2 separate regions of the Triticum aestivum genome follow, and region 2 is linked to region 1. A link is a contact called in public Hi-C data. All regions are on one chromosome and are shown on one strand. Each heading gives the region's core, a stretch centred on a gene start, on an enhancer-like site or on the middle of the called end of the contact. The rest is flanking DNA. Distances are from core to core; before and after follow the strand shown.

Region 1 (6,841 bases), core at 3,968-6,467:
ACCCCCTCTAGTACTAGTACTGATGTAGTATGTAGTATAAACTAGTGTTTGTAGTGTTTGATCATGTAATATATGTAGTATGTGATGAACTACTATGGTGCAATTTCTCCCGCGAAACTGTTTTTTCAAATTATGTTGTTTCATCTACGGTTTCTGTCGTGGACTTAACACGACAGATGCCCTAGCGAAAGGACTTAGTCGAGGAGCCATCGCAACTAGGTTAGCTTGAAGGGGTTAATCGGGACAAAGGACACAGAGAGTTTATACTGGTTCGGCCCCTCGGTGATGAGGTAAATGCCTACTCCAGTTTGGGGTTGTATTGCTTGGATTTTGATTACCAAGGAGTGAATACGCTTGACCTAGTTCTCGGTCTCTTGTTTCTTTCCCTAACCCGCCGCCGGGTCACCCCTTTATATACACAGGTGGATGTCCGACGGCTTACAGAGTCTCATCCGGCTCATACACAACATGTCCGACTCGGTAACCAACTAAACTTGCCTTACAATACAAGTCATACAATATGGCGGTTCATACCCGTGGGACTCAAATCACCTCCGGGTCTTGGGCTTTCACAAAGCTTGCTCTATGGACCACCATCCTCATCGTCCTCCTGGGCCTTCTCTTCTTAAGCCGCCAGTGGCATGACCCGGCCCCTCTTGGGCAGGTCATACTCGATATTTAGATCCCCAACATTAGGCCCCAGGATGATTTGAACTTGTTCACATCAATCTTCAATACTTGTCTTAGCAGAATCTTGCATCATCAACTTTTATGAATTTTCTATAACCCGCCATGACGTTAGCTCACATAATCATACTAACCCGCCATGACGTCATCTTGTATTAACTTCGCACGAACCTCAGTATATCTCAATAGATCATTTATCTTTAATGGACTTTCCGAAATTCGAGGTGCCCGCGCAGCCACATAATCACTTTTGGCCTCCTTGATTCCATTGCATGCATGTTATCCATCTCCTTATAAATAAGGGCAGGGGTCCTTTTCATTTCCCCCTTTGCCTTCTCGTCTTCGCCTTCCTCTTCGCAACGCCACGCACGCGCTCGAGCTCCGCCGCCGTCGACCTCGTCAACTTCCTCAACTCCATCCGCTGCATCAACCTGACTGGACCCGAGAACGCTGGCGGGCCACCGCTGTTCATCAGCATCCGTAAGTGCTCATCTTCCCATGCCTCAGATCTGCACTAGGGTTCGTTTAGTTCGTCGGTGTTCTTCGCCGTTCTTCATCATTCCTTCGTAGCGCGCTCAGTTTGATCCGAAAACATTGCGGAAGTAGTTTAACGCCCCTTTCCAACCATAGAAAATATCTTTTTTACGTAGAAATCCCTCAAACACACCCGTTCCTCCATTGTCGCAACCTTAGGTTTAGACTTTTCTTTTCTTTTTCAAACAGCGGTAGATCCAAAACTATAGAATCAGTCTGCAAAATCTGTTTGTCCATCACTTAGCAAAATTTTCGCTGATAGATCTGAAGTGCCATAACTGCCATGGCGGCTTATACCATAAATTGTAACCCGTCACATAACATTAGGCCCCGTTTAAGCCGCCATCACATGCATGATAACCTGTATAACACGGTGACATACTCTGGTTTAACCATGCTTGCTTATTCATCCTTATAACTCTGGCCGGCTTAACAACATCATTCTTAACCCGACAACACTTTCTTTTGTAGTTCATAATGTCAAAGGAAAAATCCGTTACGTCCTGCAACTGGGTCGTCTCCCGGGTCACCGAAGAAACACTGAACGAATTTGTTCAAACCGTTGTTTTAGCCAAGAAAGAGATCATTCATTGGAGGGTCCCGGGCATAGAAGTCCCTCCTCAACCCAAGGAGGGCGAGGTTATAGTTTTCACTGACCATCTGCTCCGGGGGTTCAGCCCACCTAGCTCAAAGTTTTTCTGTGACGTACTGAGCTTTTTTCAACTTCATCCACAAGACATAGGACCCAACTCTGTTTCAAACATCCGCAATTTCCAAGTTTTCTGTGAAGTCTACCTTCAGCAAGAGCCCGCCGTAGAACTGTTCGGAGAGTTCTACTATCTGAACCGCCAGACTGAATTTACTGATGGGCCCAGTTTAGAATTGGGTGGTATTTCAATTCAGAGACGTAAATAAGTCACTTTCCCAGCTGCTAAGCCGCCCAGCCATCCTAAAGACTGGAATCAAACTTGGTTTTCCTGCCAACACACATCTCCGGAAGGTGAAAACTCTCTGCCAAGTTACCGTGTCAGCCAGCTTAGCAACAGGCAGCCTCTTACAGATCGCATCAGTACAACTGAGCGGAGCGGAAAAATATATATGCTTGTTTGTTTAAAGATCCGAGCCTTGATGGCCAACGGCTTGACCGGAATTGATCTCGTTCGGTGTCGGGTCGCCTGGAGAGTTCTGCCCTTAAGCCACCGTCCCGACTTAATGTGCGAGTACACCGGCGACTTAAAAGACCCGCAACGCCACTGCCAGATCCAATTGAGTGATGAAGACATCAATAATATGACCAAGACTCTACTGAATGAGAGCTTGACAGATTGCAGCAAAGCCACACTGAACCCGTTCTACACCCTCAACCAGCCACCAGTTGTAAGTTTGTAAAACATTTTTCAGCTGAATCATATTTCTACTTAAACTGTCTTCTTATAACCGCTTGACTTTCATAGGCCGATTCTCCTTTTTAGAATAAGAAGTTGCAAGACAAGCCGGCCAAGAAGACCCGGACAAAGAGCAAGGCTATCAAAAAACCTGCCAAAAAGAAAACCAACCCCTCCGAGTTACTTAACTTGGACGACAATGATGATGATGATGATGATGATGATGAGTCGGGGGTAGAACTTGACTGCCTTGGCTAATTTTTTATACATCTTATTGACAATGATTACTATCAGGATGACACGGAAGCCAGCCGTGCAGATGTTGAAGATGTTCAGCCGTGCTCATTCTCGACTCGCAGACGGGATATTCGTCAAACTGCAAACACGTTTTACAGGTTGAGATTTTGCGGGGTCTACTAGAGTTGCTCTAATGCTCAGGTCAAAAAAAAAAGAGTTGCTCTAATGCTGGCCTCTCAAGTCTCAAGTACCAAACTACACTGGTGAGCTAGCCGGCTAGCCCAGTTACAGCGTGATTCCTCACACAGCCGTCCGTCCGTACTTCTTTTTAGCATAACCCGTGTTTCTTCTTGAGAATTTTCCAAGCTTTATTTATCGAGAAATGAATATTGGGTACATATTGGGTCATACCATCGTTCGAGCCACATGTTGCGACTCTGATCAAGAGAATGTCAAAACTCGGCAACATTCTGGGCCTCAGTGTAGGAGGAGGCTGGGCCTTCAAAGGCAAATCTGCATATACTAATCACCCATGATCATTGATCAATAAACCCGCCCATACTGTAGCAGTTTGCATGTAGTCTACGGGACGATTTCCCTGTGCGAAGACTATATCTCGCTTCTAGAGAGTATGGCGCCCGTCTTGCCTGAACGACCCCCTCCCCCACCCTTCACGTTTGCCTACTGGGCTGGTCCATTTTTCGTGTTTTTTAGGGTTTTTTTTGTTTTATTTGTTTCTCCACCGGGTTTCTTCTTTTCTTTCTGGGTTTTCATTTTTTTTCTTTTTTTGTACTGATTTCTTTGTTTCTTTCTTGGTTTTCATCGGCTTTTTTTCTTTCTTTGGTTTTCTTTTTTGTTTTTCTATCAGTTTTCATTAGTTTTCCTTTTTAACAGATGTCTAATTATTTTACTACACAAAATACTTTTTTAGCGTACACGTGAAACATATTTTTGATACATGTTTTACATTCTTCAAATACATCATGTACATTTTCTTAATATATTGTGTTGAAAACATTTACGAATACATGCTCAATATTTTTCTAATACACATTGAGTTTTTAATGGAAATAAACATTTTTTAAACAACACAATTTTTTCTGTTAGCATTGTATAAACATTTTTAGAAATTTCATGGCCATTTTTAGGAAGCACGTGAATATTTCTTTAAAGTTCATGTACATATTTTTACTGCAAATAAGCCTTTTTTATCCTACGCAAACTGTTTATTGCCTTGTATAAGCATTTTTTGTGTAGACGTTGAACACCTTTTCAAATACATGACTAATATTTTTGATGTCAAATTTTTTCAATACACATTCTAAATTTTCCATATACACCAGTAAAAGTATTTATATAAACATTTAACATTTGTGCATATACATCATTAACATTTATAAAAACTTCTATTTCTTTATGACTATTTTTCCATACATATTTTACGTATTTTGTATACATCAGGAATATTTTTATGTACACATTGAAAATATTTCAAATACAAGATTAATATTTTTAAAACATATATTTTTTGATGTCTACCTTTCTCCATACACATTGTACATTTTTTGTATACATATGAAACAATTTTATATACACGATTGGCATTTTCAAATACATGATTAATTTTTTTCAAGATTTATGTTTTGATGTCTATTTTTTTCATACACATTGTACAATTTTCTTAGAGATCACAAACATTTTTCTACACACGCTTAACATTCTCCAAATTAAATGCCAAAGTTATTTCCATTATAGATATTTTTAGGATAGTTAGAAAATAAGAAAGATAAAAACATTATAGCAAAAAATGAAAGCAAAAATGTGAAAAGTATATATATGAAAAAGAGCGTTGAAGGCCTGTGGTCCGCACTGGCCGACCCATTCTGGTGGTTGCTTGAGGCGAGCTGTGTTACTGTCTCGAGTCAAGGAAGACCGGAGGTATTATGGGCGTGTTTGGTTCAAGTCCTGGCCACCGTGCCTGGTAAAAAGTAAAGCCTGGTGTTGGCCTGGGAAAGAGAGAAAAATTGCCTGGCCAGGCACGCCTGTGCATGTGATGTTTGGTTGGAACACTGGCCTGGGACAAATAGTTAAGCATTAAAAAAACAGGTGGCAGCTTGATTGGACAGGTCATACAGCATGCATGTACTTGAGTAGCTGAAAATTGTGCATGCCTGGAAGCCAGGCGTCCGACTCCGTCGGCCTGGGCCAGGCTAAACAAGCTGCCTGTGAACTGGCCAGGCTAAACAAGCTGCCTGTGACCTCCAGGCCAGGGACGCCTCTGAGATTTCAGGTTGGCAACCAAACAATGTCCAGGCAGGTCTCAGGCCAGGTGAATATGTCCCAGGACTGCATCCAAACACGCCCTATATCTTGCTTGTAGCGAGGGATAGTACCGTCTGGCCTAAAACTTTGGTTCGCCCTGTTGTAGCTGGGCCGGCCCGTTTGTTTTTATTATCGGTAATTTTTTGTTTTTGCCGCTCTAACTTTTGCCTATTTTCCTTATGCCACTCTAGCTTTTGACATTTCACTTCTGCCACTCTTAGCTTTTGGCAATTATCACAATTGCCAGGAATGTCAATTGTGATACATTGTCAAAAGTTAAGAGTGGCAAAACTGAACAAAATTATTTTGCTTTTGCCACGGAATGACCATTGTGATAATTGTCAAAAGCTAAGAGTAGCAAAACTGAAACAAAATTATTTGCTTTTGCCACAGAATGGCAATTGTTATAATTGTCAAAAGATAAGACTCACAAATGTGAAATGTCTAAAATCTAGAGTGGCATAAGAAAAATTGGCAAAAACAAGAGTGGCAAAAACAAATTTCCCTCCTTTTTCTAACGCACGCTGGCATTGTATTGGACGCTGCACATGACCGTTTTTGGCCCCTTTTTTCCTCTGATGATGAGAAAGTTTGGTCCATTTTTTGTTTTTTATGTTTCCTTTTGTTTCTATTTGTTTCTTCGTTGGTTTTTTAGTTTCACCTTCTTTGTTATTTCTCTGATTTTTCTTCTTTTTCATTCGGTTTTCACTGTTTGTTTTCTTATTTTATTGGTTTTCATTGTTTTTATTTTTAGTTTCTTTTCTTCCTTCAATTTTTATATATTTCTCTCTTGGTTTCATAGGGCTTCTTCATCTTTTTGTTTCTTTCTCAGATTTTCTGTTCCATTCTTTTTCTTTGGGCATCTCTGGTTTTCATTGTTTGGGGTTTCTTTGGTTTTCCTATTGCATTTCTTGGTTTCATTTGCTTTTGTAAATTTTCTGTGGTTTCCACGCATGTCAACTTCTTCAGTACACATTCAATATTTTTGTATATATCAGAAACCTTTTTTATATACACATTTAATATATATTTTTAAAATACATGGTTATTTTTTGGAACACTTATAATTTTCATGTCTATTTTTTCTATACACTTTGTACATTTTTGGTATATATCTAATACATATTTGTAATACCGGTTTAACATTTTCCATATATAAGATTAAAATTTTACAAAGACATGTCAACAACTTTTTTGTACATGTTTAACATTTTTTTAAATGACTGATTAATATTTTGGAAATACATGATTAACATTTTTTTAATACGCGTGACCATTTTTTAGACACATTTAACATTCTTAAAATGCTTGATTATAATTTCTAAATACAAGGTTACCATTTTTTAATACGTGTTCAACATTTTTCTATACACAGTTAACATTTTTCAAATTCTTGATTAAATTTTTTGAATACAAGATTAACATTTTATAAAATGCTTTGATTAACATATTTTAGTAAATAATCAACTTTTTCACACATACTGTATTTTTTTGTATACATTTTTCATATACTCCCTCCGTTTCAAAATATAAGCCATTTTAGATATTTCAATAAGGACTACATACAGATGTATATAAACATATTTTAGAGTATAGATTCACCCATTTTCCTTCGTATGTAGTCCATATTGAAATCTCTAAAATGACTTATTGTAACATCCCAAAATTCTATATTT
Region 2 (7,406 bases), core at 4,554-7,053, 160 kb before region 1:
CGGCATGCACAACTGGGCCAGTTCATATGTGTAAAATACCTAGAAGGTTTTGAAGAAGACTGAGTGAGGGGAAACTTGGGCTACAGAAATAGTCTGCTTCTGTCTGATGTATAGTCCATCACCATTGAACAGAGCAGGAACCGTGGAACTTGATTTACGTGATGCGGACATCAGTCGTGCAAGGTACCATACCATACCGACCGTTAGCGCACCCAATGTATATGTTTTTACCAATGGACTAGCTTTTTGGGGTGCTTGATTAAGCGATTACACCCTTGCGGTTGGTTACATATACTTGGGATATCCTCCTTGTAACTGTTTTCTGGAAACCATACATGATTGCACGCTTGTTGTCCGGACTACACACGTATTGTTTCCTCGAGGCTGCTCTGCAGAGTTGCGGCAATTTTGCACGGATGGATGCTTCTTCAGTTCAAAGCTGTATACTTGCTTGTTCAGTCGCAGAAACCTTAAGTCCAGGCTCGACTCTGTCGACGAACAATGTTTCTTTGTGAACGAAGCATGCCGGTCTCTTCTTCTGGGGTATGTTGGCATTGCGATAAATAACAGCAATTCCCCTCTTCTATTTCCGTGTGGCCAGTGCCGTCGAATCCTAGCACAAGGCTTTCAGGCTTTGTTGCCGCTCCGGTCCGGAGCATGATCGCGGAGGCACCAAACTGCGAGGTCCGCAGTCACTTGATCTTGTGCCGTGACACAACGATCGCGTCCAGCTCGGCCAGGATCGACGTGTGCATGAGGCGTCATTCGCAGGCACTCACGTCCCACCGTACCCTGTGCGCTCGTCCCCACGTTAGGTCCCCTGTCACCCCGTCACCCTGCCAGACGCCAGTTGCCACCGTGATCTCCAGCCTCCAGCTGATGATCAGAAGCAACGGACCAAAACCAGAAGTCAAGCCGGAGACCAGAAGCAACGGACCAAAACAAGGGCCGCCGTCGCTCTCGCCCCGGCCGCGGCCGCGGCCGCCGCCGCTGGGAAAACCGGAGCGCTCGCCTGCCTGACCGGGAAGTCAAGCCGGAGAAGGCGGTTTCGGAAAGGTGGCCTGCACCTGCCGCTGCCTGCCCGACCTCTCAGGGGGAGGAAACAACTTCTCAGGGGCCGTGTTCCTTCCCGTCCTGGTCGCTGTCCAACTTGCTCCTCCCGAGTGCTACTTCTCGTACCTGCACCCTTTAATTAGGAGTTGACACTGGGGTCAAGTAGCAGAGATCCGCATCATCGCACCGGCTCAGCATCATGTACCCCATCGATGATCATCCATCTTTCCCCTCCCCTTGGAAAAGTCTTAGTAGCAGTATTAATTCTCTCTGATAGTCGGCATGTCAAGGAACACAGGTATTTCATCACTTGTATATCAACACACCGGGAATCTTAGTATGTCTCTTCGATGGTATAGTCGGCATGTGAAGGAACACAGATATTTCATATGTATATGAAACACACCAGGATTCTTGTATAGGAGACAGTTCACAGTTCAGTTTTTGTACAACAATTACCGCGCTAGAAATGTGGACTGGGTAACTCCGTAACTGTCTTATCTTGCCTTTTTTTTTATAGTTGTCTTGTCATGTTAATTTGCTGGTGATTTCCTTCTTTGGTTTCTGGAGATATTTGTTCTTCTCCAGTGCGGAGAAACTGATGAGCAAAACAAGATGATGAAGTAGTCAGTAGATGACACAATTCTATTCTACATATAGCTACCCCTATTCCTTTCCATGTAGTTACTTATTACTGTTTCTACCATACCCACAAGTTTGGAGAGGAGATTAGCGACGCAGTAAGCAGTTTAATCAGCGCAACATCACTTAATTACCCAGCCCGCTGATGCCCACCTTGTGACATCACAACCTCGAGGTCCAGGGCACGAGGGGGTTTGAATAATTGGCGCTCTCTTGTTTACGCTAGAAAGATCTCATTCATGGACGTGGATCCAACCGATAACACAGGACGTTGGCAATAAGAAACGGAGTGCCTATCAGCCCCAGCTATTGTTTATCAGCGCGTCTCTCTCGATTAACACAGTTGATGAGGACACACCATGCTGTGGTTGGCCGTTGGGGCAGCCTCAAAGGGTGAGCAACTTTGATGGGTGCTGCCTCTATCTAATGGTCCAATTAGTAGTAGCTTCCAACTAGTTAGTTAGTTAATCAGAGAGCTCTCGACTCAAATGTCGTCGTGCTAATCAACTAGTTTCTCAGCACAGGATTTTTCTTCTCTTAGCTTGCATCTTGCCTAGATGGGTAGTTGGCTATCAACTTATTGTTTCCACAGTTTTTTAATTTCGTAGTTTTCTTTTTGCGCTTTTTATCTCATATATAGTAGTTGCTTGCTCAGAAGCGAGGTTTCATGCTTCATTCCTTTGTAAATCCTTTATACATACTCATTCCGGTCGTATTTTCATTAACAAAAACCCAAAAGCCAGAGAAGAAAAGGCCATCAAATAAGAGACCGAACGCAGATAAGAACATATAATGGGGCATTCCATGTGCAACTGTTATTGAATACTACCAGTAACTAACGTGGCAAGGCCTCTAGCACATCCCTACCATTGTTTGGGAACAACCGCTCTCAAAATGCTAATTAAGCAACCACAGGGAAAAGTCTACCCTTGTCAATGGGGATAACTGATATTTCACAACCTTTCCATTTGACTTCTGAAAGCTGCCAAAAAAAGAGCCACTAGCTCAATTTTCTAGCCGACCTTAACGTTTGGTAGCAGTTGGGTGGTGACAACTGTGCTATGGGAACAACAAAAGGCCACCACCCAAAAGTTCTTTCTTGGACACAATATGGTTGATGTGCCAGATACTCTCATTGGGCATTTGGATTTTCCGAGAGGCCGCTGGGATTGAGTTGGATATCCAGCATCTTGGGGAGACATGGATAACAGGGTAGATACAAAGCACAATCCTCCATTATTTCATGGGTCCAACATGTTTTATCAGGTAGTCACAATTTTTCTTTACGGGTACTAGCGTCGAACAATGATTGAGTGCCGTACCGGAGCAAACGCCAATATTCAGCGGTTTCGTTCTTGCCTGTTTTGCCTACATACAAAGCACTTAGAAACCCAGGGAAAACATGTATGATGTTCTTAGTGTAGATGGAGGGGCACGCCTACGGTGCATGAATCCAGAATTGAATTTTCTCCTAGAGATCAAGGAATTGAAGACATGAGAGTGACAAAGAAGCTAAGGTGACTAGTGATAGACTTTGAGAGGGCTCAGGTGGGCACTGATCTAGTTAACGCATATAGAGAAACTTCTTCCATGCATTTAAGGGCTGAAAGTGAGATCAAAGGTTGCTCATTGCACATAATATCCTAGGATTTTTATCATTGGGATAAGATGCATGGTAGATGAGTACTGGATATTTCCTGGAGTCTTTGGCCATTGATTGACAAGGAGTTGGCTGAATAAAAGCTAATAGTCAACTAAATTTGAGCATCCATAGCTTTGTCTGAATTTATAAGCTACCCTTTGGTACGGCTATCTATTCTGAAGTACAGAAGTACCACATCTTAGATCAGTAGTACTATTATGTGTGATTATTCCAATTGTTAAAAAAGAACCACTGGATCTTGTTTAAGATGCCAGAACAAGCAAGTATTTGCTAACAAGTTACCTACGGATTAGCATACCGCAAGCATCGTTTTCTGCCAGCGTGCTTACACCGCTGCATATTGCTAATGACAACACACAACCGGACTATTAAAGACTTCACCTAGAAGAATGGTGGTACAAAAATATAATTATTCCCATCAAGGTATTACGCAGCTTTTCATAGTCACATACACACACCTGATTGTCCACATCATTTTGCAACTAGTAAAGAGAAAAACAGACACCACTTAGCAGAGCATCCTTTGTCTGGTGCAGCTACTGAATTGATGGAATCATGGGGCTCCATCTTGTGCAAAAAGAGAAAAATGTTATTCAGATTGAGTATGATTTTCCTTCCAAAAACTACTTGGAATGATGATCAAGTGCAAGCGCAACTACAGTTTGAAAATAGAAGTGCACCGGTATCGATGGAGTTTTGAAACCATCACTGTTCTGTTTGTTCTCCACATGGCATTTTCAAGATGGAACAATTATTTACATTTCTGATCGAGACCGAAAACAAATGTAGGCACCCAAACCGATCATATTCCTTGGATGATCATTGATCATCATCCCACCAGGGAGGCTTACATAATCACTACTAGTATTTGCAACCATGGGCGCAAGTTCTTTCAAGACCACTGTAAATATGTTCATCTAGTGAAAGAGAGAAAAGAATCCATTTCTCTCAACCAAAGTGCAAAAAATTCTCACAAAAACAAGATAAAGATCACAAGAACAGCTCTGGCTAACTAACTAAGCCAGAAAGGAGGCGCACATTTCACCAACTAAATCCATCCTCGGCGCCCCCAGCGGCTGCTGCAGCAGGTCAGGAGCCATCATCCCCTGGAACACGTCCTCCTCCAAGAAGCTCAGGAAGCCCCCGGGGTTGAGATCCATCCACAGCTCGCTGAAGTCGAGGTCGCCGCCGCCGTAGCCCAACCCTCCTTCCTCCACCTTCACCACCTCGCACTTGATCTTCTTCCTCCTCTTGTTCTCCTGCTGCGCCACGAAATCGTCCGCCAGCGCCGGCGCTGGTGCCAGCCTCTTCTTCTGCGGCTGCGGCTTCTCCTCTACGGGCGACGGCGGCGTGGTCGCCACGCCCACCGTCACTGCCGCGCGGTCGTTCGCCGTGACGTCGGCCGGCTGGTGGTGCTGCCTCCCGGTGAGGCGCTGCACGAGGTCCCGGAAGTTGTCGACGTCGGTCTTGATGATCTCCGGCGCGATGATGTGGATGATCCTTATCGCCGGCCGCGTTGTGGTGGCCCTGGGCGCCGTCGCGTGGCGGGAGAGGCCCCTGCGCTGCTGCACCGGCGGCGTCGACGGGCTCATGCCGCCCCCGCTGCTGCTGCTGTGGTCGTACGCGTGCTCCCCCATTAGAGATGCAGAGGCCGGGGTGTAGAGCTCGGGGGAGTAGAGCCGGAGAGCCTTCTGTTTTCCGTGAGAGAGAGAGGAGAGCCTTCTGTTTTCTCGAGAGAGGGCGAGCTTGCTAGGAATGATCGATGAGGAGATGAGAAGGGCGAGGAGGAGGCGTGGAGGTATATATGGCTGGAGGAAGGGGGTGGCTTGTTGCAAAGGTTGCCGATGGTGATGGCGACGGTGAGGAGGAAGACGAAACCAATCTCCAAAGGCTGGCTTGAAATTTGAAGGATATGATGTCACCGGCGGGAGGGGAGAATGTGTAGTTTAAATCGGGTGTCGGCCGCCTAGCCTTGTACTGGCATGTATCTCATCGTCTGCCCATCGATCGCCGTGTGGATTTCTCTTGGGTTGTTGTGTGGGTGATTGTATTGTCTTGCAACTTTGCGACGTACGCATGCTACTAGCTCATTTTTTTTATCTCGTCGATTTTTTTTAGAGTACAAACAAAAACCTAGGCTGCTATGATCCACTATGTTTCTAATACTAGGCGGCTATGACAATCTCTTTCCTCCAGACTTCTTTTGAAATGTGTTTTATTTGCTCGGAGTTCCCGTTTGATACCCGATAAAGCAAATCTAGGTTTTCGCTTTCCTTGCGATGGGTCTGGACGAGGGGGAACATGTTAATTATACGCCGCAGGTTTCACCGATGAGCTTGTGGATTCACAAACCCTTCGCCTGCCGCTCCGACGGCCGGTGGCGGGGAAGAGAATCCAGGTGCCTTCTCTTCGGTTAGTACTTTAGATTAGAGATTTTTATTCCTTGCAGGTGCGGCACACAGGCGGGTGACGGCGTTTCTTTTTCTTAAAAAACCCCATATATTAACCAACTTAAAATGCTCGTACAATCGCTCATTGCAGCATACGCCATGCAGGGCGGAACACTATTAAAATGAAAGTTGTCCGACCTATTATCGAAACTAAACTTAGCAATCGAAACTAAACTTAGCAATCTTATGGGCCGCCATATTTGCCTGCCAATTGATCTTCAAGATCTTGAGGTTTCTTGTGAGCTTCTCAATGCCAAGCACTTCTCTTTTAAGATCAACAAGTGGGAACTTGTCTAGAATTTCATCCGCAAGATAGGAAACCGCAGATGAGCTATCAGATTCTAAAATAATTGGCTTATTGAAGCTGATACCGATATAGATACCCGCAAGGCACGCACGAAACTTCACTTCATCAACACAAGTGCACGACCCAATAAAATCCCAAGAGTTAGTCTTCCGGGCTACGATCCTCCTTGACATCGTTCGTCCTGACATAGTTGACGGAGCTTCGGCGTAGATGTCTGTTGTCTCCATGGAGAGTGAGGTTAGAGTTTCTCGTCACGTGGCAAGATTTGGCGTCAGATACTTCAGATCTATACAAGGGTTCAACGGCGTTGGTCCTTAGGGGCGCGTGCACAAAAATTTCTCGGCTGTCATCAACATGGTCAAGCTGTCTCCGGTAGAGGAGTGAGGAGCAGCGACAGCGGCGCGTCGACGGCTCATTCTGGCGGCAGTAGTGGTCGTTCAATGCTCTTAAAATCTCGATATAATTAATATTTTATTATGTTTGAGATACTACTGGACTTCCGGTGGACTTTTATAGATATGATCTTGTGGAAGAGAAAGATGTTCCACTATGTTTGTCTTGCTTGACTGCGTGGTGGTTAGCGCGCGCACACATACATACATCTTTTGGAAATAAAGCTGACCCCGCGGGCAGTTGGTAAGTAAACGCGGGATCGGAGGCGCTGAAAAGAGAAGGAGCTAGCGTGCAGGTTGGTTGACCCATGGCCATGGGTGGACGACGCACACAGAGAGTAGAGTAGAGTAGATAGATAGATATCGATAGGTATTGCTGTATATTATCAGACGCCGCGCTCCCAGCTCTGTACACACCGAGGATATCACAGTTTGGCTAAGATGACATTGGCAAATGTTACTTACTACTACTAGCTACAATGTCACGGGCCCATGCGAAAAGGAGGTGCCGCGGGGATTTTCCACGGAAACGAGTTAGCGTGCGGGCATGCGTGCGTCCCAGTGCGCGCGCTCGTGTCAGCTGGTTGGTTTTCGCCGTCGGCGTCTCATCAGTATGCCACAGCGATCGCGCACGAAACGTACGCGCGCGCGCTCGCGGAAGGGTCGCCGCCCGGACCTGGCACCGGCAAGACGGACTCCGCGCGCGCGCGCGCGCGGCGACTCTTCTCGAACGTCAGGTGAGGTGGGCGTGCGAGCGAGCCTTCTTTTTATTTGCTGCTGTTGCTCGGGCGGCCCGGGACAGACGGCGACGGCTGCAAATGGCGCGGCCGGGTGCCGGCCGACCCGCGTCACGCACCTGTACGGCTGTTCCACCACCAGCACCAGCCCGGACCGGTGAC

Evidence for each region. Hi-C and Micro-C count contacts between places; a contact is called where the count stands out from the background.
Region 2: a Hi-C map of leaf shows a contact between it and region 1, with 5 times the contacts expected there. The contact joins the promoter of LOC123152403 here to the enhancer-like site in region 1. A contact is called at or near these places in 3 of 5 Hi-C or Micro-C datasets (leaf and an unstated tissue).

What each region holds. Positions count from the first base shown.
Region 1 is chr7A:585,088,152-585,094,992 of IWGSC CS RefSeq v2.1, reverse strand. No RefSeq gene overlaps it. Among protein-coding and RNA genes, the nearest start is that of LOC123153531, 53 kb to the right of the region's middle. Within about 2 kb of position 5,217, at least 2 of the 8 cell types and tissues checked have an H3K27ac peak or open chromatin away from gene starts, as enhancers often do.
Region 2 is chr7A:585,243,263-585,250,668 of IWGSC CS RefSeq v2.1, reverse strand. It overlaps LOC123152403, which reads right to left and starts at 5,803. Exons shown (of 1, transcript XM_044571964.1): 1 at 4,145-5,803. The coding sequence starts at 4,995. The coding sequence ends at 4,375. It overlaps LOC123148455, which reads left to right. Exons shown (of 14, transcript XM_044567886.1): 14 at 1-362.